3 separate regions of the Sus scrofa genome follow, and all the other regions are linked to region 1. The links are chromatin contacts, called in public HiChIP or PLAC-seq maps. All regions are on one chromosome and are shown on one strand. The core of a region is the stretch at or near the end of the contact, and the rest is flanking DNA. Distances in the headings are between cores, read along the strand shown. Region 1 has its middle 27 kb from the start of LRRFIP2. Region 2 overlaps TRANK1 (TPR and ankyrin repeat-containing protein 1). Region 3 has its middle 14 kb from the start of TRANK1.

What was found. HiChIP or PLAC-seq counts read pairs in DNA pulled down with a chosen protein or histone mark.
Region 2: an H3K27ac HiChIP or PLAC-seq map of alveolar macrophages shows a contact between it and region 1. The contact joins two enhancer-like sites. A contact is called at or near these places in 1 of 47 Hi-C or Micro-C datasets (embryonic fibroblasts) and 1 of 2 datasets of contacts at active chromatin or transcription factors (alveolar macrophages).
Region 3: an H3K27ac HiChIP or PLAC-seq map of alveolar macrophages shows a contact between it and region 1. The contact joins two enhancer-like sites. A contact is called at or near these places in 1 of 47 Hi-C or Micro-C datasets (embryonic fibroblasts) and 1 of 2 datasets of contacts at active chromatin or transcription factors (alveolar macrophages).

What each region holds. Positions count from the first base shown.
Region 1 is chr13:21,638,369-21,641,921 of Sscrofa11.1, forward strand. It overlaps LOC100737115. Among named protein-coding and RNA genes, the nearest start is that of LRRFIP2, 27 kb to the right of the region's middle. Within about 2 kb of position 1,548, at least 1 of the 83 cell types and tissues checked has an H3K27ac peak or open chromatin away from gene starts, as enhancers often do. A contact at or near this core is called in alveolar macrophages, where this site is marked.
Region 2 is chr13:21,990,325-21,993,877 of Sscrofa11.1, forward strand. It overlaps TRANK1 (TPR and ankyrin repeat-containing protein 1), which reads left to right. Exons shown (of 26, transcript XM_021071655.1): 16 at 2,956-3,155; 17 at 3,463-3,553. Among named protein-coding and RNA genes, the nearest start is that of DCLK3, 48 kb to the right of the region's middle. Within about 2 kb of position 1,812, at least 3 of the 83 cell types and tissues checked have an H3K27ac peak or open chromatin away from gene starts, as enhancers often do. A contact at or near this core is called in alveolar macrophages, where this site is marked.
Region 3 is chr13:21,897,840-21,901,392 of Sscrofa11.1, forward strand. No RefSeq gene overlaps it. Among named protein-coding and RNA genes, the nearest start is that of TRANK1, 14 kb to the right of the region's middle. Within about 2 kb of position 1,787, at least 57 of the 83 cell types and tissues checked have an H3K27ac peak or open chromatin away from gene starts, as enhancers often do. A contact at or near this core is called in alveolar macrophages, where this site is marked.

The DNA of each region.
Region 1 (3,553 bases), core at 298-2,797:
AAAGATGAGAGGTGACCTTTGCTATCCAAGCTGATGGATGGAGGGGGGATGACAGCATCATTCTGCCTCACTTCTCTGGCTCTGACATTGAAAGTGATGCTGCAATTGGATATGTGAAAACACTATCCTGGAGGATTGTTGAGGACAATTATCAAGGACAATACCGTATAAACTATGAAGTCCTAGGCAGTCATTCACCACTCTTCAGTGCATTTAAATACATTGAATATTAGTTGAATATGTTCCCTAAATTAATCTCAGACATCTTCTACCTCCTGTCAAGCTACTCAAGGCTCAGAGCTATGCTGGTATTCTTGAGTTTTCAGCCTTGATCACACAGTACTGTCCCCTTAACTACCTGGGAACCAGGCTGTCTCCTTCTCTCAGACTCAATTTTCTGTTAGACCTTGGCTGACTCTCCTGAGCCCTGGCCTCAGGCCTGCTCGTAGCCATTTTTTTAAAGCTTGAAACTCGGCATTTATTATCATCACATCAGGTAAGTTTTATGTGAACACAAAGATTTGAAGATGCCGATCTAGTTCATTCCATCTTTTTTACAATTAAGAAATTTAGGATCAGGAGTTCATGTCATGGCTCAGCAGGTTACAAACCCGACTAGTATCCATGAGGATGTGGATTCAATCCTTGGCCCCACTCAGTGGGTTAAGGATCTGGCTTTGCCATGAGCTGTGGTGTAGGTTGCACACGCCGCTCGGTTCCCTCATTGCTATGGCTGTGGTGTAGGCTGGCAGCTGCTGCTCCGATTTGACCCCTAGCCTGGGTCCCTATGCTGCAAGTACAGCCTTAAAAAGCAAAAGAGAGAGAGAGAGAGAGAGAGAGAGAGAGAGAGAGAGAGAAACTTAGGTTCAAAGATGATACTGAGCAACCTGTATGAGGTGCACAGCTTTCACTTGAATTTGCACCAGAATTTGGATCTCTCACATGACCCACCCAGTTCTCTAGTTCTGACTTCAGCCCTAAGGAGTGACCTTAGATAAAGGAGTTTAAAACCACTCTGGACGTCAGTTTCTTTTTTTTTTTTTTTTTTCCGTATCATGATTTTTTTAAAGTATAGTTGACTTGCAATGTTGTATTATTTTCTGCTGTACAGCAAAGTGACTCAGTCATAAAATATTTCCTTTCTTATATAATCTTCCATCATGGCCTACCCCAAGAAACTGGATATAGTTCCCTGTCCTATAGAGTAGGACCTTGTCTATCCATTCTAAATGTAATAGTTTGTGTCTACTAACCCCACATTCCCTCCCCATTCCTGTCCTTCCCCCCTCCACATTGGCAACCCAAGTCTGTTCTCTCTGTGAGTCTATTTCTGTTTTGTAGATAGGTTCATTTATACCATATTTTAGATTCCACAAATAAGTTATATCGTATGGTATTTGTCTTCGTGACTTAGTGTGATCATCTCTAGTTGCATTCATGTTGCTACAAATGACATCATTTCATTCTTTTTCTCTTTTTTTTTCTTTGTGGTCTTTTTAGAGCCACACCCATGGCATTTGGAGGTTTTCAGGCTAGGGGTCAATTCAGAGCTGTAGGCACTGGCCTATGCCACAGTCACAGCAACGTCATATCCGAGCCTCGTCTGCAACCTACACCACAGCTCACCACAATGCCGGATCCTTAACCCACTGAGCAAGGACAGGGATTGAACCGGCAACCTCATGGTTCCTAGTCAGATTCATTTCTGCTGTGCCACGATGGGAACTCTGATACATATGTATTTATTGCCATTTTAAACCTTGTTTTTCAGTTGATTCTGTGTTTCATCTTTGTTCCTTTTTCTTTTTGTGGTTTGAAGTCTTCCTTTTCTTTTATGCTTTTGTTCTCTTCTTTTTGGTTTTTGTGAATCTGTTTTATGTTTTTGACTTGTGTTTGCCCTTTCAAGTCTATTAACCCCTTCCTTTATCTGCTTACTTTAGACCGATAGTCATCCAGGCTTAAACATATTCTGGGGGGAAAAATAATACATTTTCAGAGTTCCCGTCGTAGTGCAGTGGTTAACGAATCCGACTAGGAACCACGAGGTTGCGGGTTCGATCCCTGCCCTTGCTCAGTGGGTTAACGATCCGGCGTTGCCGTGAGCTGTGGTGTAGGTTGCAGACGCGGCTCGGATCCCGCATTGCTGTGGCTCTGGCGTAGGCCGGTGGCTACAGCTCTGATTCGACCCCTAGCCTGGGAACCTCCATATGCTGCAGGAGCGGCCCAAGAAATGGCAAAAAGACAAAAAAAAAAAAGAAAGAAAGAAATTGTATTAACTCCATAAGTTTCTTTAATTGTTCCTTTCCATCCTCAGACTTTGAAAAAAAAATAATAATACATTTTCTTCCTCTCCTTTCCCACACTTCATGAACTTTACGACCCTTTTACATCTTTATCCTTTTGCGCTTCCTTGTGTTTATCAATACTTTCACAGATAGGTTTTTTGGTTTGTTTGTTGTTTGTTTGTGATCCGTATACTGGCTAATTTAAGTGATTGACTTTCCAATTATGATTTCCTCCTTCCCGTATCTTCTTGCTTCTTTTCTATCTAGAGAAGACCTTTCATTATTTCTTTTAGGATAGGTTTAGCATTGCTGTATTCTTTTAGTTTTTGCTTGACTGAGAAATTATTTATTTCTCCTCCTATCCTAAATGATAATCTTGCTGTGTGGAGAAGTCTAGGTTGAAGATTTTTCCGTTTCAAGACTTTGAATATATTTTGCTATTCCCCTCTGGCCTGCAGCATTTCTGTAGAGATATTAGCTGATGGCCTTATGGGGGGAGGAGGGTTTCCCTTGTAATTAACTCTTTGTTTTTCCTCTTGTTGCCTTTAGAATAATTTTTGCCATTTTTATTATATTATGTGATTTTTTTTTTTAATGACTGCACCTGTGGCACATGGAATTTCCCAGGCTAAGGGTTGAATCAGAGCCACAGCTGCCAGCCTATGCCATAGCCACAGCAACACCAGATCCAAGCCACATGTGTAACCTACATTGCAGCTTGTGCCAAAGCCAGATCATAACCCACTAAACAGGGCCAGGGATCAAACCTGCATCCTCATGGATCCTGTTCCGGTTCATTACTGCTGAGCCACAATGAGAACTCCTTGCCATTTTTATTATACAATGTTTTGATGTAAGTCTGTTTGAGTTCATCTTGTTGGGAATCCTCTGTGCTTCCTGTATCTGAATACCTACTTCCTTCTTCAGGTTTGGGGGGTATTTAGCGATAACTTTTTCAAATATATTTTCAATCCTCCTTTCTTTTTCATCACCTTCTGGAATCCCTATTATGCATAGATTGGCATGCTTTATATGATCCCATAGATCTCTTATATTGCTTTCTTTTTTTTTCATTTGGTTTCCTGTCTGCTGCCCTGATTGGGTGATTTCCATTTTTCTATATTATAAGTCACTTATTCGTTCCCCTGCATTATTCATTCTACTGTTTAATGCTTTAACTGAGATTTTTCTCTCTGCAAATGAATTTTTCTAATTTTTCTTGGCTCCTCTTATCATTTCTTTTCTTATCTTAGCTTTCTTTTTTTTTT
Region 2 (3,553 bases), core at 562-3,061, 350 kb after region 1:
CACAGCTCACATTTCTCTGTCTCCAGGGAGTAGCTCCAGATGGTATCCCTTTTTTGTTGTTGGATCATGTAGGGAGGACCTGGTGTAAGTAGTTGAATGGCTCCTTGTTCTGATATGTACCTCGGTGCAGCATCACTGGTCTGGGTCAACAGCTTTTATGATCAGCAAACTAGAGCATGGCAAAGGGAACTATATCTGTGAGCAATTTTTTTTCTTTTTACTGTACTAAGCAACCCACCCAGATGATCACTACATAAACCTTCAGGATGGAGGGAAGATGGTGTGTTTATGTTTCTGTGTATAGAACCAGATAAACCTAAATAGTACGTCTTTTTTAGGACCCGTAGCATATGGTGGTTCCCAGGCTAGGGGTCTAATTGGAGCTGTTGCTGCCAGCCTACTCCAGAGCCACAGCAATGCTAGATCCAAGCCGTGTCTGCTGCCTATACCACAGCTCATGGCAATGCGGATCCTTAACCCACTGAGCGAGGCCAGGGATCAAACCCGCAACGTCATGGTTCCTAGTCGGATTCGTTTCCACTGCATCATCATGGGAACTCCAACCCCACTAGTATGTATTAGATTTGAGAGACTTTAGAAAACACATAGAAGTTGCTGTCGTGGCTCAGAGGAAACAAATCTGACCAGCATCCATGAGGATGCAGGTTTGATCCTTGGCCTTTCTCAGTAGGTTAAGGACCCGGTGTTGCCATGAGCTGTGGTGTAGGTCGCAGACGTGGCTTGGATCCCAAGTTGCTGTGACTGGGTTGTAGGCCAGCCGCGACAGCTCTGATTTAACCCCTAGCCTGGGAACCTCTGTATGCCATGAGTGTGGCCCTAAAAAGACAAAAAAGAAAAAAAGAAAAAAGAAAGAAAAAAACACATAAAACACTAAAAATAATCCAATCCGTCTGTAAGGCTGCTCACTACTCACATTATGTTTCATTCCTTCTGATCTCTGCTTTCCATATACATATACGCATTTATCACACACATTTCTAAAAATTTTTTAAAAATTTAATATTTTGGCCACGCCTGTGGCCTGTGAAAGTCCCAGGCCAGGGATTGAGCCTGCACTATAGCAGTGACAACACCCGATTCTTAACCTGCTATACCATAAGAGAACTCTCACACACATTTATTGATTGATTATGCATTGAGTATATGTTTAGTGACTATTTCCCTACATCTTTTATTCTTTCTGAAATTGAGATTCATATGGCATAACAATCATCTGTTTAAAAATTTGCGGTTTAGTGGTTTTTAATATATTCATAAGGTTGGGCAACCATTACCACCATCTAATTCCAGGACATTTTTATTACCCCTAAAAGAAACCACATAACCATTAGCAGTCACAGCTTGTCCCCAATTCCAGCCCTGTGAACTATACCAGTCTACTTTCTGTCTCCATGGATCTGCCTATTCCAGACACTTCATATGAATGGAATCACATAATATGTGACTTTTTGTGTTTGGCTTCTTTTGTTTAGCATGATGTTTTCAAACTTCTTCCATATTGTAGCATGTATCAGTACTTCATTGTTATTTATGGCTGAACCGTCTTTTGTTCTTTGAGTGTATTTATATAAAAAATTTGTGTTTAGTTCCCTAGAAGGGCATTTAAATAAATTAAGTTTTTCCCTGCAGTGAACACTTTCATGCCTTTTTCTGATCCTCTCATTAAAGAATATCTCTGAGCTACAGTTACAGTGGATTTGGTTAGATTCAGCAGTTTCCACTTGTCCTGTGATTTCTCTACATTGCTTACTTTTAGTAATAGCAGCATTGGATAATAAAACTTCCCTTTACTATTTGGTAATAGCAATGATGACACATATACCCATTACACAGAATTCTATCTGGTGTTGGACAAAGGGCACGCAGCCCCTAAGAATTGTGGGAGACCCAGGATGACACTTATTCAGTCCAGCTTCAAATCCTGACACTTGGGGGCATTTACTGACTTCTCAAGCCTTATAGTCTCTGTAAAAGTGGGCTGATATGAGGATTAAACAGGGTAATTTTTATGAAGGTACCTGTTGTATAGTCAGCATCACTGTCATTGTTCACTGTCAATCTTCAGCACTTAGGCAAAAATGGGACACAGGGAGAAAGCTCTTTGGACATCTTTTGTCCAGCCATGACAATTTTTCTTAGTGTAGTCCTCTCTCACCTGGTGGAGGGAATTCCCTGGTAGCCTAGTGGTTAGGACTCAGTGCTTTTTCCACTAGTCGGGTTCAGTCTCTGGCCTGGAAACTGAGATTGCACATCAAGCTTCTGCTCAGCCACAGCCAATAAAGGGTAATCTAGTGGAAAAGGTCTATGGAAGCCAAGGTTGCTGCCCCAGCTAACATCCAGCTCTTACCATGTGACGTTGTCTCTAATGCTTTCAGTGCTAAGGACAGGAAACAGGATTATTCTTGTTTTTTTAATGTGTTTATTAGCCCCTTGTATTAGCATTCTAACAGCTCTAAGTGTTATTGTTTTTCATTTTTTTTAATGGCCACACCTGCAGCATATGTAAATTCCCAGGCCAGGGATCAAATCCAACTTGCAGCCACAACCCAAGCCACTGCAGTCAGTTTCCTAACCCACTGTGCCACAGCAGGAACTCCAGCTCTGAATGTTTAGATTACATTTCTGCCTTGACTCTTCTTCATGAGGTCATCCAGGAATGAAATTCCACAAAGCCTATTTAGGACAGCAGACACATCTCTACTACCTTTGTCTGCTATACCCAGAGTAATACAGCTGAGAGCCTGTATTTAATCTAATCTAATCTAATCTAATCTATCTAATCAGACCTGGAAATTGGCTGCAATTATGTGTACTCTCAGGATCAAGACTGCTTCTCAGAAAAAAAACAAAACCAAAATAAGAAAACAAAAACAAAAAACCCCAGCCATGTTGGCATGTTCTACAATATCTTACTTGCTTTTTGCTTTATCTCAGGAATCCTCAGTCTGGCGTCTGGAGTGGTTGATTTACTTCAGTACTATTTCCCAGAATCTTTTGATCGCCTTCCAAGGGATTCTGGCCTCTTTGATGGTCCCAGACCAATTGTCCTGGAGTCCTGTAGTGTAAGTGACTTGGCAATATTGCTTCGAGGGAACAAAAGGAAAACCCAGCCTATTGAATTTGGAGCCCACCAGGTGAGTTTCTTGAGATTGTTATGTTTCAAAATAAAAGGCAGTTTGCAATTGAAAAAAGGTTTGAGAAGCTGAGTTCTTCCACAAGGTAGAATTCAGTAGCCCCTGTCCAGAATGAGGAAGTGTCAGAGATGGGAGAGTGATTAATTGTTCTTAATATTCCCACCAAGCTTGGCTAACCAAGTCCACACCAGCCATAGACATTATCTGCCTCCCATAGCAACAGACTCAGCTTTACTAGACTTTTCTTTGTACAATTTGATGCTATTTCTTTTCTATCCACCCCCCACTCCCTGCCTTTTTCTCCCAGGTAATCCTTGTAGCCAATGAAATGGCGAAGGAGAAAATTCCAGAAGAGCTAGGGTTAGCACTTGTGCTCACAGTTTATGAAGCAAAAGGCT
Region 3 (3,553 bases), core at 537-3,036, 260 kb after region 1:
TAAATATCCAGAAAACTTATCTACTGTTTATCCTTTCTAAAGAAGATAACTGAAAATGTTGGTCAGGAAACCAAGTGTGAGGAGTGTGTAGAAAACGAGGATCGATAGGGTTAACCTTGTTAATCTAATGAAACGGACTTCAAGGATGATAGTTTGCAGCTAGTTTTAAAAGAAATTTGTCCAAATTAAAACATAATTTCCACATGCCACAAGCATGGGTCAAAAAAAAAAAAAAAATTCCAAAAAGACATCATTCCAAACAGAAACTCTCTACCGATTAAACAAAAATTGCCCATCCCACTTTCCCCTCAACCCCTAGTAACCACTATTCTACTTTGCCCTTTTGAGTTTGAGCGTTCTAGGTACCTCACACCAGGGGAATCTCACACAAACTTTGTCCTTTGGTGCCTGGCTTATTCCACTTGTTTTTAGAACTTTAAACAAACTTACTATGAGACATCATCTTCATACAAATGCACTGAACAGATTTTTTTAATTTTTAATATATTTTAATTTATTTTTTGCTTTTTAGGGCCACACCCAAGGCATATGGAGGTTTCCAGGCTAGGGGTCCGATAGGAGCTACAGCTGCTGGCCTACGCCACCGCCAGAGCCACAGCAACGCAGGTTCAGAGCCAAGACTGCGACCTACACCACAGCTCACAGCAATGCCAGATCCTCAACCCACTGAACGAGGCTAAGGATTGAAGCGCAACCTCATGGTTCCTAGTCAGATTCGTTTCCACTACGCCATGACAGGAACTCCCAGAGTTTGTTTTGTTGTTGTTTTTTAACATCTTCAGAGCGTAAGGCCCTGTGGAGAAGCAAAAATGAATAAACCTCTGCCCCTAAAGCATATACAGACTACTTAGGAGAAAAACAGGAGACAAGGCAGCCTCAGAAAGGGAGTGACTGATTGCGAGATGAGTGGTGTGGTCTTACTTTTGCTTGACTTCAGCTGCTGTAAGGAGAAATCTGTGTATATGTAAATACCACTTAAGTTGCAGTGGTTTTCTCTCGGTGGCGGTAAAAGCCACTCAGGTGTAGCTGCGCGCTCAGGCCTCACGGTGGCGCATCCACGAACCTGCAAGGGCGCTTCTACCACCAGTGGAAGGAAAAAAAAAAACCCTTCCCTGGGGCGGTGGCCGTCATCAGGGGGTTGGAAGCACTTCCTGAACATGCCACGACGTCGGGTCACCTCTACACTGCCCTCCCCCCACGGTCCTCCTGTAAGAGCCCTCCATTTCAGTCACTGCCTTTCACTTGCTTCCCTGCCATCCTCACCATCTGAGCCCACCAGGTCTTTCTGTCCTTTCAGCCTTCATTTTCATTTCGTTCTTCTTTTGCTCCTCCCCCTGCCCCAGGAGAATCTGTTTCCCAGTTCAAATGCAAATTCTTTGGCAAAATCCGGCTGAGCAGTTTCCCCCCCAGCCCCACCCCACTCCTAAACTCTTAAAATGATACACTCATTGTCACAAATACCACCTTGGAACTATATCCAGCAGCTTCCTGACATGGGTCTCCTTACTGATATGTGTTGTTTACTCCTTCATTACATAAGCACTGTGTCAGCTAAGTGCCAAGGAGCTGGGAGCACAGAACTAACAAGATAGAATCCTAGATTTCAAGACGTGTGCTGTCTAGGGGTAGATGGCAGGTAAACTTATAAAACAGTGTGATAAGGGCTGTAACAGAGAATAAGGAGCAATGAGCAGGAAGTGGTAAACACCGGGAGGCTGGTCTGGGTGCGTGGTCAGCCCAGGCTTTCAAGGGAGGTGAGGGTGGAGATGAGTCATCCAGAGACTTTTGGAGTTTACCAGATGGAAGAGGGTGGTAAGGGCATATCAGGCTGCAAAAATAGCCTGTGAAAACAACGTATTTCCTCATACTATCTGGAGTTCAGTGAGGTCAGGGCAAACCACGTGTCAGGGCGCTCCCTGCTTGCTTCAGCTAGCTAAGTGGATTTGGCATAGGTTTGTTTTTTTTGTTTTTTTGGTTTTTTTTGCTATTTCTTTGGGCCGCTCCCGTGGCATATGGAGGTTCCCAGGCTAGGGGTCTAGTCAGAGCTGCAGCTGCCAGCCTACACCAGAGCCACAGCAATGGGGGATCCTAGCCGCGTCTGCGACCTACACCACAGCTCAGGGCAACGCCAGATCGTTAACCCACTGAGCAAGGGCAGGGATCAAACCCTCAACCTCATGGTTCCTAGTCGGATTCGTTAACGACTGCGCCACGACAGGAACTCCTGGCATAGGTATTTAATTTTATAAGTGATAATAAATGTGGCTGACCTATCTGGCCTCTCTGTGCCTGGGTTTTATTTGGTGGGCACTATAGGAAAAAAAGAAAATTTTATTTTTTAAAATTAAAGTATAGTTGATTTACAATGTTGTGCTGTGCTAAAATTTTGAATTAGGTAGGTAGGAACTGTCAACTGAAAAAAGTGCACAACCTAAAAATTGAGAATTATGTTCTATTTGGTGGACAAAATTAAGAACTGATGCCCAGAGTCTCTCAGAGCACTCTAAGGGACTGCTCCAAAGACGTATGGGAGGAACCAGGATATATAGGAGCTTTTGCAACAAAGACCACATCAGAACATCAAAAAAATTACTGTTAATGAAAGAAAACCAGATATCTCAAGTCAAGTAATTTATTAGCACTTTTCTATGTACGGGAAGATGCAAGAGTCCAAGCTCACTGAAATCATTCCTGTGATATGTACTTCAGCTATCTGGGACCAGTATCCTGGGCTTTCTCATCCCGAGTCTCCTCAGGGTGCACTGCTCTGGGTGGCTGTAATGTGATGGCTTGATGGCTGCAACATCGTTTGTTTACTGCCAGAACAAGCAAAATTTTTTCATCAATATAAATTTATAAAATAAAATCAAGGTTCCTGCTCTCTATCAAAAAAAAAAAAATATATATATATATATATATATATATATCAGGAGTTCCCATCGTGGCTCAATGGTTAACGAATCCGACTAGGAACCATGAGGTTGTGGGTTTGATCTCTGGCCTTGCTCATATGGGTTAAGGATCCTGCGTTGCCATGAACTGTGGTGTAGGTCGAAGATGTGGCTTGGATCCCGAGTTGCTGTGGCTCTGGCATAGGACGGCAGCTACAGCTCCAATTAGACCCCTAGCCTGGGAATTTCCCTATGCTGCGGGTGCGGCCCTAAAAAGACAAAAATAAATAAATAAAAAATAAAATAAATTAAAAAAAAATTTTAAAAATCAAAAGAATGACATCTAGCCCACCTTCTCCACAGCAACAATTAGCTGGAGCCACTTTAGAAGGAGCCTGGCTGTCCCTGTTTACTGCAGGCCTTATGTCTCCCTGGTACTGACACCTAGCCAGAAATGTCAAGTTGTGCTATTTGCCTGATCCCTTGCTGAATTTGTGACCTCTGCTTTGACATGTCACTCTAGCTACAGGTGTGGGCTAGGATTCTTAAGAAGCCTATGCTGATCCCCCTCTGGGAGAGGTGAGGAAGAGGAGAGAAGGAGAGGGAGCAGGAGGTGACCCAGCCACTGACACTGATGGTTC